2 separate regions of the Sus scrofa genome follow, and region 1 is linked to region 2. Evidence: chromatin contacts called from public Hi-C data. All regions are on one chromosome and are shown on one strand. The core of a region is the stretch at or near the end of the contact, and the rest is flanking DNA. Distances in the headings are between cores, read along the strand shown. Region 1 holds the start of ACBD4 (acyl-CoA-binding domain-containing protein 4). Region 2 has its middle 15 kb from the start of HEXIM2.

Region 1 (4,742 bases), core at 488-2,987, 33 kb before region 2:
ATGGTGCTCAGAAAGCAGCACTCAGTAAATTCAGGTCACACGAGCGAGGGGCCGTAGAAATAAGAACAGGAGGGAAGACGGGCAGTGTGGCCTCAGAATTTGGCCCCAAGATTCACGCAGCAGCCCTGCCCTCCCGTTCCCTCAGCCCCACCTCCAGCCTCTCCATCATTAACTCTTCTACCAACCACAGTTCTACGAGACCACTTCAGCTTTACAGTACTTTTTTTTTTTTCTCTTTGCCTTTTCTTGAGCCGCTGCCATGGCATATGGAGGTTCCCAGGATAGGGGTCTAACCAGAGCTGTAGCCACCGGCCTATGCCAGAGTCACAGCAACATGGGATCTGAGCCTCGTCTACAACCCACACTACAGCTCACGGCAACGCCGGATCCTTAACCCACTGAGTGAGGTCAGGGATCGAACCCGCAACCTCATGGTTCCTAGTCGGATTTGTTAACCACTGAGCCACGACAGGAACTCCAGCTTTACAGTACTTTACATCGCACAAAATAATCTCACAATACACACCCCATTCAAGGTCTCAACTCCCCCGTCAGTCCCGCTTTGCCCAGACTCAGAGAGGGTACCAGAGGCAGTGTGGGGGGCATGCCAAGCTTTGCCCTTTGGTAAAGGCTGTGTGGCCATAGACAAATTCCTTGCCTTCTCTGAGTCAGTGTCCTCCCCTGTAAAACGAGGGTCACACCACCTACCTCTCAGGCAGGGGAAGGCTGAAGGTCACCACATCTGTAACCACCCAGGGCCACCTGGGTCTGGGGGATGCTTAACAAACCACAGTTACATTCCTTTCCCCCCAGTGACTTCCCCCAAATCTGAGAGGGCAGCTCTGGCTTTCTGACGCCACAGGTCAGTGTTCTCACCAGTTAGACCAGTCCTACCAGTGCTGTGTGGCTGCTCTGACCCCAGTGGGGGCTGCAGGACTGGAGGGCTGGCTTGAGATGTCAGCCTCTTCTACAATTTTCACGCCTTCCTAAGGGGGCCAAGAACCCAGGATTGGGGAGCACAGGGTTGGGGAGGGGGTGAGGGACACCACCTCAAGCCTGTCACTCCCACTCCGCTCTCCTGGCCTTTTGGGACCCCAGTCCGCGTCGCTCGCCCAAACTCCCACTCCACACGCCCCGCGGGCGCCTCCTGGTGGGAACAGACCTGGGAACCTCGGGTGACCCCAGGTGCGACCCCCGGCCGGAACGGGGCTGGCGTTCCCTCTCTCGCCAGACCCCCACAGCCCCACTGGGAGGCCCACGAACGGCTCCCCGGAACACCCCGACCCTCCCAGCTTGCGCCCCCCGGGCCATCCGCGCCCTCCCAGAGCCGCCCCGGCCGCTCACTGACCCATCTTCTTCAACGCCCGCAGCCCGGGCCTCTTGGTGCCGCCGTCCTGGGGCGCGGGCGGGGACGGGAGCGCGACGGGCGCTGCGACCTGGGCCGGCACGGGGGGCTCCTCTGGCCGCCGGTGGCGGCTCCTCCAGAGGCCGCACAGCATGGCTCGGGGGTGGTGGGGGGACCGGGGCCGGGCCCCGGGACTCTGCGTGCGGTGCCGAGTAGAGAAACTTAGCGGCGCCAGGAGGGAATCGGGAGGAGGAGGTGTCGGGAGGAGGGAGAGAGGGAGGGGCGAGGGTCAAGGAAGGAGGGGCCGGGAGGGACGGGGCGGGGCCAGGACGGCGCCGGGGGGCGGGGGGGCGCGAGGCTGCGGGGCGTGGGGGGTGCGAGGCTGCGGCGCGAGGGGGGCGGTGACCCCGGGCGGGGATCTGTGCCCCAGCGGAGGTGTGCGGAGGGAGCCCGGTCCGCGCCCCGGAGTCCCTGCGTTCGCCCCCAGCTCCTGAATCCGCCTCCCCATTCTCCGATCGGTCTTCGAATCCCGGTCCTATCCCAGTCCCGAGCTCCTTGGTGCGGGGGAAGCGGCGGAAGGGGCCTGAGCTGCCCTCAGTACAGACGGAGGACCTTTCTCCACCCTCCCCTTCCCCGACCCACCCGAGAAAGGAGCCAGACTGGGTTCGGGGTCTGTGGGCGGGCTCGCCCAGGGCCTAGGGTTCGAGGGCCCACAAAGAGGATAGAACCCCAGGAGCTGAGCGGGGCGACAGGGTGCAAAGGCCCGAACCGGAGCGGGGGCAGCGGGAACTGACGGGAGAGGTGGAGGGAGGAGGGCTCCGGCTGTGACATCATAGGATTAACCCTCTCCGCGCCCGGCCACTTGCTGCCCCCAAAGGGGTAGAAGGCTCGAAGATGACTGGTCTGGAGAAGGTGGGCGTTAAGTCTGGAGTCCTCGGCAGAATCTCGGTTCTGGGGACCGAGGCTTGAACCGTTTGGCACCCCCACTGGGTGTTTGAGAGTACCCGGACGGCCACCGCACGTTACACAGATGTCCGCGACATCAAGCTGTGGATGAGCGTCGAGTGCGGATTCTGGTGACAGTGTCATGCGCGCACTTACTACCTATGAAACCACCAGCGTGTTTGTGCACGGAGGGCGGTATCTGCGTTTCCTGCAGCAAGAGCCCTGAGGGGCAGAGAGCTGGGTGCACACTGCCACTTGGCGGCTGCCGGAAGCGTGGCATCCCCAAAATAAAAGTTTCTCAGGACCTAGATTTGCCACCTGCTGCTCTACTTCAATCTCAGATAGCCCGGGCCGACCCAGAGTTTCCGTCCGTGCTGGCTCGAGTCTCCACATCTCTCTGGATATTCTTTCTGAATATTAAGTCTTTACCTCCATATTATTTTTTCTTTTGGCCGCGCCCGCGGGGGGTATAAGTTCCTAGGCCAGGGATCGAACCTGAACCACAGCAGTGACCAAAGCCTCTGCAGTGACAACACCGGATCCTTAACCCGCTGTGTCAAAAGAGAAATGCTTTGTTTTGCGTACTTTTGATCCTGCAATTCCTTCCTTCCAAAACTCAGCTCTAATGGTTCCTCCAGAACCCCTGCCCTCAGGACCTGATTCCCCTTTTTCCTCCCCAGCGCCTGGTGAGTCTTCTGAGGAGCTGAATTGCTCGAATATGCAGGTTCAGGTTCAGCTGGCTACGCCTGTTTCCACCAGGGGGCGCAAGGAGTCAGCGTCCGTTCCCGACGTCCACCAGGGGGCGCTTCCGCCCGTCTCTGGCCCTCCAGGGTTGAGGAGCCAAGCCACAGATTCGCCCTGCCTGATTGGGAGAGGCACCACTAAACTATTTGCATAATTTTGAAAGGGCCGCTCTGAATGGTTACGGTATAGAAGAAATCTGAAACAGGCTCGTTCATTGGTTGAATTTTTCCCCTTTCCTCGGCGTCCCCATCCCGGCCAGACTCGCCCCGGAGGTCAGTCGGCAACCTCTGTGCGGGGGGCTGGGAAACCCAGGTGTCCAGGCAGTGGGCATTGCAAGGTGAGTGCCGGGCAGCCAGGTTCCGGGCCGGGGTGTGGGGGACCAGGATGGGAGACTGTTCGCACCGCACTGACTCCTCTTGGCTTGTCCCTTGGCCTTGTCTAGGAGAATTGTATCTAGGGGTTCACTGTGACCCTTGCCACCTGCCTCTCCACCCACACCCGAGGTTCTCTCCGTCGAGCCTGGTCCCACCCACGCTGCCTCGGCGTGGGGCAAGGAGTCTCCTCGGCCGCACCTCCTGACTTCCCGCGGCATCTCACTCAGGCCTCCGAAGAGCTTAGTTTGCCCCCCTGGAGAGTGGACCGCTGGCTTGGAGGTGTGTGCCCGGGAGCGGGGGACCCTGGGGGCCTGCTCACAACAGGCTTGTTCTTGCAGAGTCGCTCAAAAGTAGGGCCCCAGGGCTCGGAGCAGCTGGGTATGGGTACTGAGAGTGAAAGTCCAGAACCGGACTGCCAGAAACAGTTCCAGGCTGCAGTCAACGTCATTCAGAACCTGCCTAAGAACGGTGAGGGTACTGGCATCTGCGTTTGGGGGTTGAAACGACTGGGGTTCACCACCCAGGAGGCTCTGATCCCGGCAGTTTTTGCAGGCAAATCCTTGCTTGGGCTGTCCCGGACCGCCCCCCACCCCGCCCCCCGCCCCGGTGAGGCTGCCCTGGCTGGGACCCCTCAAGACCTCTGCCTCTGCAAGAGTGGGTCTCGCCCACCTCCATCCTCTTGGAGCTGGAGGTGATGCTCTGCCCTCCACTTCCCAACCCCCTGCCCAGGCTCTTACCGCCCATCCTACGAAGAGATGCTGCGATTCTACAGCTACTACAAGCAGGCTACCGTGGGTCCCTGCCTGGTCCCCCGGCCTGGGTTCTGGGACCCTATTGGACGTTATAAATGGTGAGCTCCCTATCCGCTGGCCAAACAAGCCTCAACTGTCAACCAGCCTTTCACAACCCTCTGCCCCCCAGGGACGCCTGGAACAGCCTGGGCAAGATGAGCAGGGAGGAGGCCATGTCTGCCTACATCACTGAGATGAAGCTGGTGGCACAGAAGGTAGGCAGAGGCGGCTGCAGACCCCTCTCTGTGCCCAGGCTCTCAGCCAGGTGACCTGCCCCAGCTTCCAGTCTGACCCCCATTGTGTTTCCAGCACATCGATACCCTTCTGGAGCTGTTCCCCCACCCCTGCCAGTCTCTGGTTCCTGTCTGGGCACAAGGTGGAGGCGTGCGACAGGGCAGGAGCAGGGTGGAGGTGGCCCAGCTCAAGGGGGTAGGAGGACAGTGGTGAGAGGGGCCAGCCTTTCCCCATTAACCCTCCTTCCCACACAGGTGATCGACACGGTGCCTCTGGGCGAAGTGGCAGGGGACATGTTTGGTTACTTCG
Region 2 (5,215 bases), core at 784-3,283:
GTTAGTCAACTCACCCCGTGAGCCTGCGATGGCTCTGCCACCAAGCGCAGGGAGGGGCAGAGGCCTGGCCTGCCCAGCGTAACCTCCATTCCAGGAAAGCTCATCGTGACAGGCCGCATTGGGCGAGAGAAGCGCTCAGGCCTGGGAGCTGCTGGGATGGAAATGTTGACAAACCCCGTGTGTTGCCAGGACAACTGTCCTTTCTGCCCTGCCACACCCAGGCCTCACCAGCATCTTCTACAACGGAGCAAGGCCAGAAGAGATTCTAGGAAGCGAAGGGTCTTAAGAAAGCAAAATTTCCCAGCATTGGGGGGTCTCCTCCCACAACCCCAGCTGAGAGTTTTAGCTTCCTCACTTTTGATCCCAGACAGCTCTGTCAGGAAGGGCTAGAGGAGTGACTGCCCCACTTTGCAGATGGAAAACCCAAGGCTCAGAGAGGAAGCCGCTTTCTAGGTTCCAGGAAGGCTGGCGAGTCCCCTGTGTGGTGCTAGCCAGGGACCCGGAGGGCCCGCCCACCCCCCCGGGCAGGGCACGGGCAGCCTCCAGCTGCTGCATTCCTCAGCCTGGAGCCGGAGGGGAGGGGAGGGGAGGGGAGGGGTCGGCCAGGACAAGGTTGTTTACCCAAAGCCTGTGTGCGCATAAAGTAACTAGGAGGGGAGAGAAGGTTCCAGAGGGCTGCTGGAGTGGGGGGCGGGGAGGGGTGTGGGCGCGAAGTTGAGGGCGTGCTAGGGGTGTGTCCAGAAGGCAGCTTAGGCCCGAGCAGGCTGGAGCAGCATACGGGGGAGGGGACAGGTGAGTTTGGCCGATCTTGGCCCAGAAGCCCAGGATCCGGGAGACACACACACACACACACACACACACACACACACACACACACACTAACCAAAGGGCTCTGGTCCTCTCCACCCCCAACACACACACACACACACACACACACACAAACACACACACTAACCAAAGGGCTCTGGTCCTCTCCACCCCCAACACACACACACACACACCCCAAAGGGCTCTGGGTCAGGGCCAACAGAGGTGGGTTGATTTTTCCCAACTGGAGAGGCCCAGGTTGGGCCAAGAAGAAAAGAGGAGTGTGAGCTGCGAGTGTCAGGAGAGATCAGTGAAGTAGAGTCAGTGTCACCTGTCCTCCCTATCTGGGTCCCTGACCTCAGGGCCCCGGACCTAGGCTAGAGCTGGGGTGTCTGGGCCCAGCACTGGGGAGAGCCAGCTTAGCTCCAGGGCCAGACACACGTTCCGTTGGGTCCCTGCTCTTCCTTCCCGGGCTGCCTGCTGGGCCAGGGCCTGGGCTTCCCTCCGACCGACCGACCCCCCCTCAGTGAGGAAGCTACCAGCCTGGCTCAGACACACCCCCCTTTCCTCCCCAGGCCTTTCCTCAGAGAATGCTCTGTGCCCCACTTCCCAAGCCCCAGAGAGGCAGGTGTTCGCAGGAGGGACGGCGGGAGCTTCCCACCACCCCTGCGTACCCCGGTCTGGGGTCCTCCTTTCTTCTCACCCCGGGTGGACACCGTGTGTGCCACAGACCTCCCCTGCCTGCAATGAGGTCAAGGTATTCGAGGTGGTGGGGTGGACAGAGCCGCTGAGGGGGCAGAAGGGGCCTGCCAGCAAGTGGGAAGGCAGTCTGAGGTGACGTGGTTCAGTGTGAGCGAAGAGGGTGGCCAGGTCCCATGGCCCCCGGGGGACGCAGGCAGGGATGGCACTGGCCCTTTAAGTGGGGGTGCCCGTCAGTGCCCTCCCCCAGCCAACCCAATGCGAGGGCACACTGAGCATGTGCAGGAGCTGTGCAAGCCGAGGGGAGGGAAGTGGGGGGATAGATTCCGGAGGGAGCTCCGCACCCCCCTACTTCCTGTAGCAGCCCCCATTCTCCTTCCTGGGTCTGACAAAGGAGCCCACGGTGCTCAGCTAATCCCTTCGCCCTTCTTAGATCCCCGGTGGGTGCTCCCCTCTGGGGCCCCGGGGTCTGCGAGGGGTGACTGAGGCCCTGAGCAGCCCCCCTGCTGCCTGGAGGGGGCATTGACACTCAGCCCAGTGCCATCCTCACTTCCCCCATGTGGGTGTGGGCGGCGGGTAATCTTCCTGCTTCTTAACATGTTTGATTTCATTCCATTGGTGCCAGGGTTTCTAAAGGAATTATCTACCCTGATGACGCTCTGCTCTGAAAATTAAAAACAGCTAAGAAGATGAGATCCCTGCCCCCACCCCCAGGAGCTTCCAGTCTAAAGCCCCGAGGGGAAGCAAACAGCTCTGAGGCTGAAAGCGCCTGCCCCGCTCCCTCTCCTTCCTCTAAGGTGCAGTGGCTCCCAAGTTCACAGGATCAAACTGCTTCCTCCATCAGCTGCATCCTCCAGGCCACCCTCCCTGGCAGCCTAGGAAACTCCCTCCCTCAAGTCCTTTCCCCACCTCAGAGTTCCCTGCTTCTGCAACACCCTCCTTCCCTCACACCAGGCCCTTTTTCACTTTCCCCTCCCCCCTTGGCACTTGCCTGCTCTTCTCCTTCTTGTACTCTCTTATCTGAGGGTACCCATATTTTTAATTGAGGTGAAGTGCACGTAGCATAAAATCAACCTCTTTTTTTAGGGCTGCACCCGTGGCACCTGGAGGGTCCCAGGCTAGGGGTCGAACCGCAGCTGTAGCTGCCAGCCTACACGCCACAGCCACAATGCCAGATCCAAGCCATGTCTGCGACCTGCCACCTACGCTACAGTTCATGGCAACGCCAGATCTTCGACCCACCTGAGCGAGGCCAGGGACTGAACACGGCTAGGGACCGAACGTGCGTCCTCGTGGATGCTATTCAGATTCTCTTCCGCCGAGCCACAATGGGAACTCCAACCATCAACCATTTTAAAGTGAGCAGTTCAGTGCCATGTAGCACCTTTGCAATGTGTACAACTGCCACCTCCATTAAGTTCCAAACATCATCAACCCCAAAGGTAACCCCATCCCATCCCCTCCTTTTTCCAGCCCAGGCAACCACCAATCTGCCTTCTCTCTCTGTGGATTTACTTATTCTGGATATCCTGCTAGCAGAGGCAAGAGGGAAAGACCAGTCTCATGGGGCCTGTATGCAGAAATTACAGATTCTCTGAGGGCCTGTTGTGGAGGGAGCACTGGACTGGGAGTCCCTGTGATGCATCCCAGTTCTGCTGTTTTTTTTTTTTTTTTTTTTTTTTTTTAGGGTTGCACCCATAGCATATGGAAGTGCCCAGGCTAGGGGTCGAATCGGAGCTCTACCCACTGGCCTACGCCTACACCGCAGCAATGCAGGATCCAAGCCACTTGGCAATGCTGGATCCTTAACCCACTGAGAGAGGCCAGGGATCGAACCTGGGTCCTCATGGATCCTAGTCAGATTCATTTCCGCTGAGCCACGATAGGAACTCCTCCCAGTTCTGCTTCTAACTCTCGGTTCTCCTCTTCTCCTGTGTCCAAGGTGGTGGTGAAGGGGCTTTAGATCAGTCTAGGATCCTGGGCCCTCTCAGGCTCATCCCTGGCTGGAGGCTTCTATTTAGGATTGTGGTGCCTGGCCTGAAAAATATTCCTCTTTGATCCTGTTGGCTCCTCCATGTCAGGTCCAGCCAGTGAAGGTGGACCCTGGGGGACTGTGTGACTAATACTGTGGAGTTTGGGGTAGGTGAGGAAACTCCGGCTCAGAGAGGTTGAGAAACTTGCGCAAGGCCACACAGCTTCTGCTGCCCTGGAGTAGCAGCTGGTTCTGCCTGATTGTGTTTGCACTCTTGACCACTGTGTTCTCCTGTCTTCAAAAAGATAAAGTTAAGGGCTTAGCACAGTGCCAGCTGTGTGGGAGGTGCTCTCAAGTGGAAGCAGCCATAAATTTTACTGCTGGTGGGGCATTGCGTAATTGTAAAGGGAATATCTCCATTCCAAGGTGGTTCTTGGGAGTTCCCCTCACCCCCCCCAACCTTATCTTTACCCTCCACTGGGCTCCCTAGAATGACAGCCTCTTTGGGGGCCAAGGGGCTGCCTGGACCCTAAGCCTTCAGGGCAGGTGGGAGTGGGAAGCATGGCTCCTCCCTCCCCCCAAGAAGGAGATGTTATTGTTGCCTTCAGCGGAGCTCAGCTCACCCATTCTCCATGGCTGACTATCCACCCCTCTCTCCCAAACAGAAAGGACTTTGTGGACCCGGGGAAGAAGGGGACTGCACAGGACTTGCCTGGCGGGGCACAGACTGAGCAGCTGGCTTCCCAGTTGGCCACTGTGTCCTGGCTGCCTGAGGGTGTGGACATTCCAGAGACCACCTGCCCTAGAGAGCCTCCTTGGACCCCATCCAAGATGGAATGCCCAGATCAGCCCTCTGGGCACCTGCTGTCTCCTGCCTCAGGACAACCAAGATGGTCCCCTCCCTTGCTCTGTCCCTACCTCAAGCCAGTGGCTCTGAGAGGGAGTGCCCAAGGGGACTAAGTTGTGAGGAGGACATGAGGAGGGTGTCCAGGGAGTTCCCGTCATGGCTCAGTGGTTAATGAATCCAACTAGGAACCATGAGGTTTCGGGTTCCATCCCTGGCCTTGCTCAGTGGGTTAAGGATCCAGCCGTGAGCTGTGGTGTGAGTAACAGACTCTGCTTGGATCCCGAGTTGCTGTGGCTGTGGCTGTGTCGTAGGCTGGTGGCTACAGCTCCGATTAGATTCCTAGCCTGGGAACCTCCATATGCCCCGGGAGCAGCCCTAGAAAAGGCAAAAAGACAAAAAAAAAAAAGAACCCTACAGGTATCCATGAGGACGCAGGTTTGATCCCTGGCCCTGCTTAGGGTGGTGTTGCCACGAGCTGCGTCATAGGTCACAAATGCGGCCTGGATCTGGCGTTGCTGTGGCTGTGGTGTAGGCAGGCAGCTGTGGCTCCGATTTGACCCCTAGCCTGGGAACCTCCATATGCCGTGAGTATGGCCCTCAAAAAAAAAAAAAAAAAAAAAAAAAGGAGGGTGACCAGAGCCTACATTGGTCACAGCCCATTTGTCCACAGAGAAGGAAGGGAAAGGGCCCATGGAGTCTCCTGGCCCTTGATCCTTCTCGCTCGCTCCTTGGGGTTCCCCTCAGGCCTCCTTCTCCCAGTCAGCCATTCGGAATCCTTTACCACAGTGTGAGGACTTGGAGCTGGGGAAGCTGCCGGCTTTCCCAGAGTCGTGCCTGGAGCCAAGCCCCGAGGCTGCCAGGTGGCCAGCTCCCTCTCTTGCCCTTGAGAC

The links. A called contact is a pair of places that touch in the nucleus more often than the background predicts.
Region 1: a Hi-C map of liver shows a contact between it and region 2, with 2.9 times the contacts expected there. The contact joins the promoter of ACBD4 here to the enhancer-like site in region 2. A contact is called at or near these places in 4 of 5 promoter capture datasets (fetal liver, fetal skeletal muscle and liver), 28 of 47 Hi-C or Micro-C datasets (alveolar macrophages, blood, embryonic fibroblasts and 11 more) and 2 of 2 datasets of contacts at active chromatin or transcription factors (alveolar macrophages and skeletal muscle).

The regions. Positions count from the first base shown.
Region 1 is chr12:18,278,634-18,283,375 of Sscrofa11.1, reverse strand. It overlaps ACBD4 (acyl-CoA-binding domain-containing protein 4), which reads left to right and starts at 1,737. Exons shown (of 10, transcript XM_003358011.4): 1 at 1,737-3,371; 2 at 3,477-3,876; 3 at 4,138-4,258; 4 at 4,330-4,414; 5 at 4,688-4,742. The coding sequence starts at 3,789. It overlaps PLCD3 (1-phosphatidylinositol 4,5-bisphosphate phosphodiesterase delta-3), which reads right to left and starts at 1,869. Exons shown (of 15, transcript XM_003131325.4): 1 at 1,349-1,869. The coding sequence starts at 1,499.
Region 2 is chr12:18,245,364-18,250,578 of Sscrofa11.1, reverse strand. No RefSeq gene overlaps it. Among named protein-coding and RNA genes, the nearest start is that of HEXIM2, 15 kb to the left of the region's middle. Within about 2 kb of position 2,033, at least 75 of the 83 cell types and tissues checked have an H3K27ac peak or open chromatin away from gene starts, as enhancers often do. A contact at or near this core is called in alveolar macrophages, fetal liver, fetal skeletal muscle and 6 more, where this site is marked.